Linked DNA regions of Sus scrofa: region 1 is linked to region 2. A link is a contact called in public HiChIP or PLAC-seq data. All regions are on one chromosome and are shown on one strand. The core of a region is the stretch at or near the end of the contact, and the rest is flanking DNA. Distances in the headings are between cores, read along the strand shown. Region 1 holds the start of PPP1R3C (protein phosphatase 1 regulatory subunit 3C). Region 2 holds the start of ANKRD1 (ankyrin repeat domain 1).

Region 1 (4,215 bases), core at 249-2,748, 670 kb after region 2:
GGAGAAGCTATTTAAATAGTTTGAGGGAGGTTTTTTCCTGTCTTTCTTTCTTTCGGGGATCCTGTTTCGTATTTTCACTTTTTGCACCTATAGAAAGACAGTTTTTGAATATGGCGATTTCTCTGAAACTTTAAGTCCTACTCAAGAGTTAAAAAAAATAATCATTTGCTCACACTCTGAGGCCGAGTTTGCTATGGCAAACCGTCATAAGAAGAGCTGAACACCCAGGAGTGCAAACATCGTCCTGCAGTTTTTCCCCAAAGCTAAACAATCCAACCAGCAGTCTCAGAGCGCTGTACCCACGAGCTAAGCTGTCCTAGTCCTTGAGGCATTTGTGCGGGACAAAAAAGATGCGGTCAGAATCCCTTACGGAATCTGAACTAAAGCTGACTCACGTTAGGACAGTTTCTGGTTTAAGATGCCATTTACCAACACCAGCTCTGCCTAAAAAGCACATGGGAAATCTCCACTCCTTGGAGTTATCCCCGGTGCCAGCAGTCAGTCTACTTGCCCTCTCCTGGGTTCTCCATTTGCAGTGATGACGGAAGGAAAACGCAGCCCAACCTCCCCCCAGCTGCGCGCTCTCTCGGAGCCCAGGCGGAGAGTCTGCAGGGAACCTACCTGGTGCAGCTCATCAGGCAGAGGGGCGGCGGCACTCCACTACCTGCGTAATTTCGCACCAGGCTCCCCGCGGTACCCACTGGGCGGCAGCTCTGGCGGATTGTGGGTGCGGCGCCCGAGAGGCCGCTTATCTGCTCCCGACCACGTGAGCCAACGGCTGGGACCAATCACCAGGCCGCGAGCTCGAGGGCGCGACCAACCAGCGTTCAGCTGGGACTCGAGCCCCGGCCCCGTGGACGTGACTGCGGTAGTGCGGGAAGCGCGGGCGCCGGGGTACCCCTGGGACAGCTGGCCCGAGCCGCGTAACGCGAACCCCGGGCGAGGGGCCGCGGAGGCAACCCCGTGGCGCACGTAGCGGGTGCAAGCCAGAAGAGAAAGCCCTAAACCCTCCCCCGGGCCGGGCGCCAGCACCGCGGGACTGCGGCGCAAAGAGATCCCTTTCGCTTCTAAAGGCTTCTGTGCACGGTAAAATCTTAGTGCAGAACGTTGTGGCTCGTTCCAAATGCATTTGTATTTGAAATTTTTATCTTGTTCATTGCTTGGTGCATCAGCTCATCTTCTCCCTCTCCTTGGCCTGAGCAGTCGGTCACATCTTGGTGTTAACGTGAACCCACAAATAGACTGCCTATCTAACCAGTGTTAATAAACCATATTAACCCTATAAGACAGTAAGGCAGCATTTAATTAAAAGACACTTTGTATTGCGACCATTTCTTCAGTTTTTCTCCCTGGAAGAGAAAACTAAAGCCAGGAATGAAATGGCTTTCTTTTTCGCTCATGCGGCCAGTCAGCCACAAAACCAGTGGTCAATCCAAATCCCTCAATTCTGTTCTGATGTCCTCTGGCAGTGATGTGAAAACCAAAATGTTAAAATATCACACTGCGAGTTTCATGACTCTCCCAAGCCAATTACCCTCTCTGAGGTTTCGTAATTTTGTTTAGTTTGGGGGGGTTTTCGACCATCAGTTACAACCATAAAATTGTATTTCTAAGTCGAGTTTAAATTATTTTTATAAAACCCCTGTCCTTTTTCTGCTCTCTTAGTTATCCAGTAGTCCTCTAAAATGTACAAAATGTACAATGTAAAATGTACAAAAATCTCTGTGTCTTTTAAATCACTCTCAAACAGTAGAATTGTTAGTGGAGTTATTAAAGAAAAGGAAACTCATGCTAAATAGCCCTGGGGAAGGTACTTAATGCTTGGGCTTGATTTTTTTTGAAAGGAAACATCCACCTCAGAGCAGATCTGCTGGCCTCTCAGCCCAACCAAAACTAACTGAAGGGACACGGTCTTTGACACTGGAGTCTAGGCAAGTTCTAGCATCAACTCCTTCACCTGTAAAATGGAGATAGTGAAGTTGTTCTGATAATTAAATGAAATTGTATGGGTGGGAAAACTCAGCATAGTGACTGGTGTGTGTTCAACCTGTGGTGGCTCTCAAGTAAGTGCCCTTGCCTTCAGTTTTAGTTTTTACTCTGCTAACATTTCCTTTAAGTACTTCTCAATGATTAGAATGGTAAAAAAAGGAAGGCACCTTAGGTATCACTGGCTTCAGAGGCTTTATTTCACAGATGAGGCATCTAAAGCTTAGAGAAGCTGAGCTGCTTGCCAGGGGCTGGTTAGGTCAGAGTCAAAACTAGGACACTGAGTTGAGGTTTTTTCTCCTCTACTCACAATCCTATGTTGAGCTAAAGAGTGGCTATTACGAATTAAAGTTATGGGGAAACATAAAGTAAGAATGTGTTGTGATCCTGGAGTTCCTGTCATGGCACAGTGGAAATGAGTCTGAGTAGGAACCATGAGGTTGTGGGTTCGATCCCTGGCCTCACTTCGTGGATTGGGGGTCCCGCATTGCCATGAGCTGTGGTGTAGGTCACAGACGCGGCTCAGATCTGGTGTTGCTGTGGCTCTGGCATAGGCAGCAGCAACAGCTCCAATTAGACCTCTAGCCTGGGAATCTCCATATGCCACCAGTACAGCCCCCTAAAGACAAAAAAACAAACAAAAAAAAAAGTATTGTGATCTTGTTTTAGTGGTAAGATGTGCACACATAGAAAATAGAATATGCTCTACCAAAACGTTAACAGTGCTTACTTTTGGATGGTGAGATTTTGAGTAAGTAAATTTTTCTTTGTTATTTTGTTTTTTGTCTTTTTAAATTTTTCTACAATGAACATGGACTTCTTCTGTAGTTGAGAAACCACTTTTAAATAACTTAAGACTTTCCAATTCCAGGAACGGTATTGGAAGCTTTCACATGCTTCCTGCCTTGACTCACAGAGACCTTTTGAGTTTGGGCTTCTTTCCATTCAAGCTGCTATCTCTTCTGCCCCCTGGTGCTGACTAATGCCATAAAAGTCACCTCTCCAAACTCAAAATAGAATTCAGGGGAACAGGGCTCTTTCCAAGAAAGGGCGAGCCTCAATAAATTGCATGATACAGACCTCTCATTTCTTCCCCACTCCCCCCCCGCAGATTTATTGAGATGTAATTGCCATATGACATTATGTAAGTTTATAATGTACAAGGAATTGATTTGGTACGCTTACATATTGCAAAATGATTACAACCACAGTGCTGGCTAAAGCCTCCATCACGTCATATAATTATCATTTCTTTTCTGTGGTGCAAACATTTAAGGTATACTCTCTCAGCAGCTTCCAAGTGTATAATACAGTATTATTAACCATGTTGCAATTAGAGCACTTGAACTTTGTACTCTTGGTACCGCATTGCCCCACTCCACCCCCAACCCCTGGTAACCGTCATTCTACTGTCTGTTTCCACGAGTTCAGCTTTCTTGGATTCCACATATAGTTGAGATCATACAGTATTTGTCTTTCTCTGACTTATTTCATCTAGTAGAATCAGCCCCCTCATTTCTATCTCCCTCCTAGCTTTTACTGCCCATCATTATGGGATGAGAGGGACTGGAATAGAATCTTAATTCTTAGCTGGGTGTTACACCATTGAAGACACAGTACATTAGAAACTGTGTGGAATTTTATTATGATTTGTAGGTTTTATCCAACTGTGGTTTGATAGCATCCAAATATTGCTTTGCCCTTCCCATCTTAACAATAAATCTACGAATAAGGGCTTCTTGATCTGTGTGGTGTCTCTAGCTATGTTAGGGGTTACAAGGATTCATGAGCCACAGCCTCTTGACTTTGAGAATGCTACAATATGAATTATAGAAAACCAAATTTAAACTCCCAGGGAACATTGTTAGGTGCTGCAATGTAAGGGGCTGATGATTGTGTGGCTTAAGCAAAGGGGTCTCTTCCAGCTCCACCCAAAACATTACCAGATAGGCCCTTGTGAGAAAAACACTCTGGGGTGAGGGGTCCCAGGTTGCCAGCTCATTTCCTCCAACCTTGCCTTTTTTTTTCAGTGCCCAATCAAGAAAGTGCTTGAATATTCAACTTTACAGCTACTAACATAAAATGTCAGTACTTTTTAACCCACCTTAATAGTAACAGGATGAACAATGTGACTGATCTTCAAGCCCTGCCCTGCAGAGTTAGTGAGATGGAGAACTTCTCATTTTGATGAAACAAACTGGGGTTTCTATTTTTGAGAAAAGAGGAGAG
Region 2 (4,767 bases), core at 2,061-4,560:
ATTCAATCTGGGCTCCAGCTTCTATTAACTTCTCCACAATTGCCAAATGTCCTTCTAAGCATGCTCTATGAAGAGCTGTCCGCTTATACTGTCAGAATAGAGATTTCAAAGAGAGAGAGCAATGCATATAAAAATGAGCATATATCCTTTCAAAGAAGTATGAGGCTGGGGACTCTGGCGACCTAGTTGATAGAAACTTGAGTGCTTCTTTATGAATGAGAAATGTCAGGTTTACTAAAATTGTCGACTAGGACAATTTTTCTGCAACCAACATTTGAGTTTCCTGCAATATACATTTCTAAGTGCTTAGAGGTCTACATCAAGGCATGTAAACTTAAAAAGTTCAAAACTACCTAAATGCTGACATTTCCCTTTCTTGTATTTTTGTGCTTTCATAATTTGTGTGGTATTTGCCATGCAGTTCAGGCAGTTTTCTTCCATCTGGGACTGTTGCTGGGTTGGATATCAGAAAGTATTCAATTCATTTTCACAAAAATATGAGACATTTTTAGTTCAACTTCAGAAATGATCCCCCATTTCAATTCATGGGGGAAAGGATACAAAAAGGATTAGTAATTTCTGGTAAATATGCTTCATATAAATGAATTAATAGACTGTGTGTGCTGGAACACCTTGAGGCATTATTTCACTCCAGTGCCCTCTATTTTCAGATAAGGAAACTGAGGTCTAGAAGATGCACATTGGCTGCTAAAAATCGAATAGGCAAATAGTGTTAGAGACAGCACTTAAACTTCAGTCTGTGGATTCCCTGTGTAGAGCTGATGATGTATTTGATTCAAAAGATAATTCTAATAATATATGTCTCTAATGGGGACTCAATAGTCCTGCCTTATTAAACGTCTATCCCAAAGATCTAACAATTAAAGATAAACTGAAAAATCAGTCAGAAGTATATGAGAGTGCAAAAAATAATGCAGTCCATAGCGCTAATCCAGCATTTTCTCTTTTTGGACCACTGCACTCTCCTGTTAAAGCTACTGGCATATGTGGCAACAGCTGGGGAGACTGTTTCAGGTGGATTGATTTTTTGGCACCAGATTAGCAAGGCTGCAAGAAAGCATAAGAAGCACAAAATTAATGAGCTGGATTTTGCAGTGCTTTGTAGAAGTCTTACCTCATCACAGACATCTGGATTGTTCTTGTCTGACAAGAATTTTTCTACCACTGGCAGTTTATTCTCCAGGGCAGCTTTCAGAAACCTAGGCACATCCACAGGTTCTGTCTAAAGCCAGAAACACAGGGTGAAGGTTACCATGAGCTTCCAACATTCAGTCAAACCCCCCAACAGACATTCCTCTTAGCATAACACCGAGGCGTAATATTGCAAAACCAGACAACCCTTACAATGACTTCAGGTTCAGGTTCCTTCACAACTGGAACTTTCGTTTTCCTGTATTTTTTCCTTTTCTTCAGTTGAATGATTATTTCAAGGTCTTCTAAATTTTCAAGCTTTGATCTTTGTTCTAGTTTCTTCTTCTTGAGCTAAAAAAGAAATCCATGTTTCAGAATACAGTGAGTTCTACTGACAAGCATTCTGCTTGTGTCTAAACAAAATCTTTAAGATCCAAGCTAGGTATGTGAACGGTGTGAGCAGAAAAATAAGAAGTAAAAAAAATTAAAAATAAGTCTTTGACTTCAATTTAGTGATTTCTTATTCAGGTATTTTGAGGTCTAATTTTTCAGCTAATTGCCTTCATCTTCACATCTCGATGCTTGAAGCATGAACTTTTCATTAGAGATAGGATCTAGTCTCTAAGTGATGATTTTGTAATTATTTCTATAATGCTCATGATTTTTCTTTTAACTCAGAAGACTCCAGTGGTAAGTTTTAAGCTCTAAAATGTCAATGCCAGTGTCTCTCAGGTGCCCCACTAAGCAGAGCTCATGAAACAGACGGTCTTGTCCCAGGAACTACAGCTCACTAATGCATGTTTCATCTGTGGTTAGTAAGTAATGAAAGTTCACCCAGCAATACATTTGTCAGCACAGAAAGAGGCCACAGTCAAAGAGTGATCACAATGACCACAAACCACATCAGTGAGAAAAAGGAGGCTCCCTTGCTTGGGATTAACTTGGCAGTATATGACATCAGGAATTCACTGGACACGTTTCTCTTTCTGAGTCTGTCAGTCAGAACATGGTTATAGGACATTCAGTGATTGATTCTGAATCCAGAGGTCATAGTCTTGCCAAAGAATTATTTCCTACAGCTTCTCCCATTGAAGTTGCCTCTTTATCGGTTCGAATTTGGTAAAGAAATGTCATTGGAATGGTTGCATTCACTTTGTCTCTCTCCTCTCCTTCCTGCCTGGCACCTCCACCTCCAAGCTCCCTCTGGTGAATTTCATGGACGGTCCTTACCTCGGCCTCGCGCTCTTTCTCAATTTTCCACTGTTGTTCTCCCAGGCTCACAAAGTGGGCCGGAAGGGTTTTCAGGTCCTCTTGCTTCTCTAAAGTGACAGCAGCTTCATACTCTCCATCTCTGAAATCCTCAGGAAGGAACTCCCCAGCATCCCCACCGCCGTTCTTCTTCCCTGTAACCTGCAAGGGAAGGAGACAGCAGGGTCAGAAGTAGCAGGGCCTGTCCTGGGGTCGTTCTCCACAGAGGATGCGGCGAGAGCCCCTGGGCCTCCCTCTCTGCTGACAGTGGCCTCCATGCCCCACACTCTCAGATGGCAGGCCGCGATGCCTTGCTTCAGTGTTCTGGGATTATCTTCAAATGCTTGTCCTCCTGTCTTGGCTAAATCAAGGTTTAGGTTAGGTTGATGTATTTAAATCTACTTTTAATCCACTTAATCACATTTTTTCCTAGCAAAATCATAACAACCTCCCCCCACCCCGAGATTATTTAAAATTCTTTCATTTTAGGTACTTTTGATGATCCCTTGCCTTGCGTAGTAGCTTCCAGATATATATTCTTGCAATAGAACTTCTCCCCTAAGGCATTTTGGATAACTATATGTGATTCCACACTTTAGTAAGAAAACCGAAGAAGATAATAAATAGGAAGTAGGTAGAGAATTCATTCCTGGCAACTCCATCTTTTCCAGTTTCACTTATTTCACCACATAAACCAACCATTTTCCATATATGACACATTCAGAGTACCTATGCATTATGCCTGAAAGAAAAGGGCATTTCAATTTTCAAATAAAAATCAAGGCTGCACTGTTTTCCACTGTGTAAAATAATGCCTTACATACCAGCTCTTCTACTTTCAGAACCATCATGTTGACCTGAAGTTCGTCTGTATGGTTTTCTTCTGGGGGATGAACCCTGGAGTCAGCCCTTGGGAGCCCCTCCACTGCCGTCAGTTTATATAGCTAGGGCCGGGTGAGATAATCTTCCAACCTGGGAACCCAAGTAACAGCCCGCCCCCTCCTGTGGCCAACTCAGAGGCAGGTGAATTCTCATTCCAGACTCAGTGTCTGGGAAGCAGGAGAGGGAGGGGAGGGCAAGTAACCCCACTGAATATGTGAATCAGGAAGAAATGTGAGAGGGCCATTCCTTTGTCAGTGACCGCACCGCTCAGCAATGCAAGTCATCCTATTTATCGGGAAGCCAGGGGACAGCTGTCTGTTGACATTGCACCACACCGCTGCTCCTTTTCCTTCTTTGTCAGCTTTCATATGACCAAGCCTATCAGGAAAATGTAAATGCCCCGTGTATCACACCCCCAATAATATCTTTCTGATAACCAGACTTATCAACACGTCACTTGGGGGAAGTGTTGCTTTAGGACATCCTATTCCCGTGGGCAAACAGCCCAAGAGGAAAGGATCTGGGTCCTAATGGCCCTTGTCTATATCTGTTTGGAATTCTCTGGAGTGATGTCTGGGGCTAAAAAGGCCCCATGACATGCCACCTACCATCATTATAAGAAATTGAAAGCATTCAGTAACGCACTTCTGTTTTATGGTGTCACTGGCCATAATTAGCACATGACATGCTTTCTGCCTTCTAAAACAGCATACTTACTGGAGCAAGTAGTACTCAAAAAGTTTCTGAAATGTCTTGAGATAGGTTGTGTGAGACAACCTATGTAGTTATGGTACGACCTTGATTCGATCAGAGAGCCAGCGTTCTCAGGTGCTGTGGATAAAAGACTCACCTGTCGGAGCTTGTCAAAAAGACACATCCCTGGACCCCACTGTGGGACATTCTGAGTCGCTTTATGGTGAGTTCCTAGGAATCTGTATTTTTTTCAAAGCACTCAGCAATTCTGATGCATCAGGGTTTGAGACAGGTTGCATAGGAGCTGAGAGCTTTGCTTTGAGGTGCGGTGAAAATCCGTTTCTGGTTTCTCATCTCTGAGGTGTTAAATTATGTAAAAATATTTAGGTCTCCTTACAGTTCAAGGAGATACTGGAATTATTATCTCCATAGCCATTTAAACAACCCCTCCTTTGTTTTTCAGTAAAAGAAAGGAGGGCAGAGTGAGAGAAAGGGAGTCGGAATGGAGAAGTGTGTTAATTAGGATATTACATTGGCCTTTCTGTGTCCGTCACTCCCACAAATGTACCCACTCAACAAACACAGCTGCCATTCTCTTCCTCCTTGAACTAAGCAGCCCAGGGATGATTTTTCTGGAACTTTCAGAATGAGATATTGACACCCCCCCCCAAAAAAAAAAAAAAAAAACCAAAGGGCTGGTGAAGAAGGACCCTCCCAACAACTCCTGTGTGTCTGTTCTGGTCTCCTAATGTTCTATCCTAAAGGAGTTTTACTTAAAGGAAATTTACTGGT

Evidence for each region. HiChIP or PLAC-seq counts read pairs in DNA pulled down with a chosen protein or histone mark.
Region 1: a contact with region 2 is called in an H3K27ac HiChIP or PLAC-seq map of skeletal muscle, with 4 times the contacts expected there. The contact joins the promoter of PPP1R3C here to the promoter of ANKRD1 in region 2. A contact is called at or near these places in 2 of 5 promoter capture datasets (fetal liver and fetal skeletal muscle), 2 of 47 Hi-C or Micro-C datasets (fetal heart ventricle and heart right ventricle) and 1 of 2 datasets of contacts at active chromatin or transcription factors (skeletal muscle).

What each region holds. Positions count from the first base shown.
Region 1 is chr14:103,277,259-103,281,473 of Sscrofa11.1, forward strand. PPP1R3C (protein phosphatase 1 regulatory subunit 3C) reads right to left here and starts at 1,499. Exons shown (of 2, transcript XM_005671280.3): 1 at 622-1,499. The coding sequence starts at 635.
Region 2 is chr14:102,609,528-102,614,294 of Sscrofa11.1, forward strand. It overlaps ANKRD1 (ankyrin repeat domain 1), which reads right to left and starts at 3,311. Exons shown (of 9, transcript NM_213922.1): 1 at 3,225-3,311; 2 at 2,383-2,562; 3 at 1,366-1,503; 4 at 1,136-1,243; 5 at 1-88. The coding sequence starts at 3,251.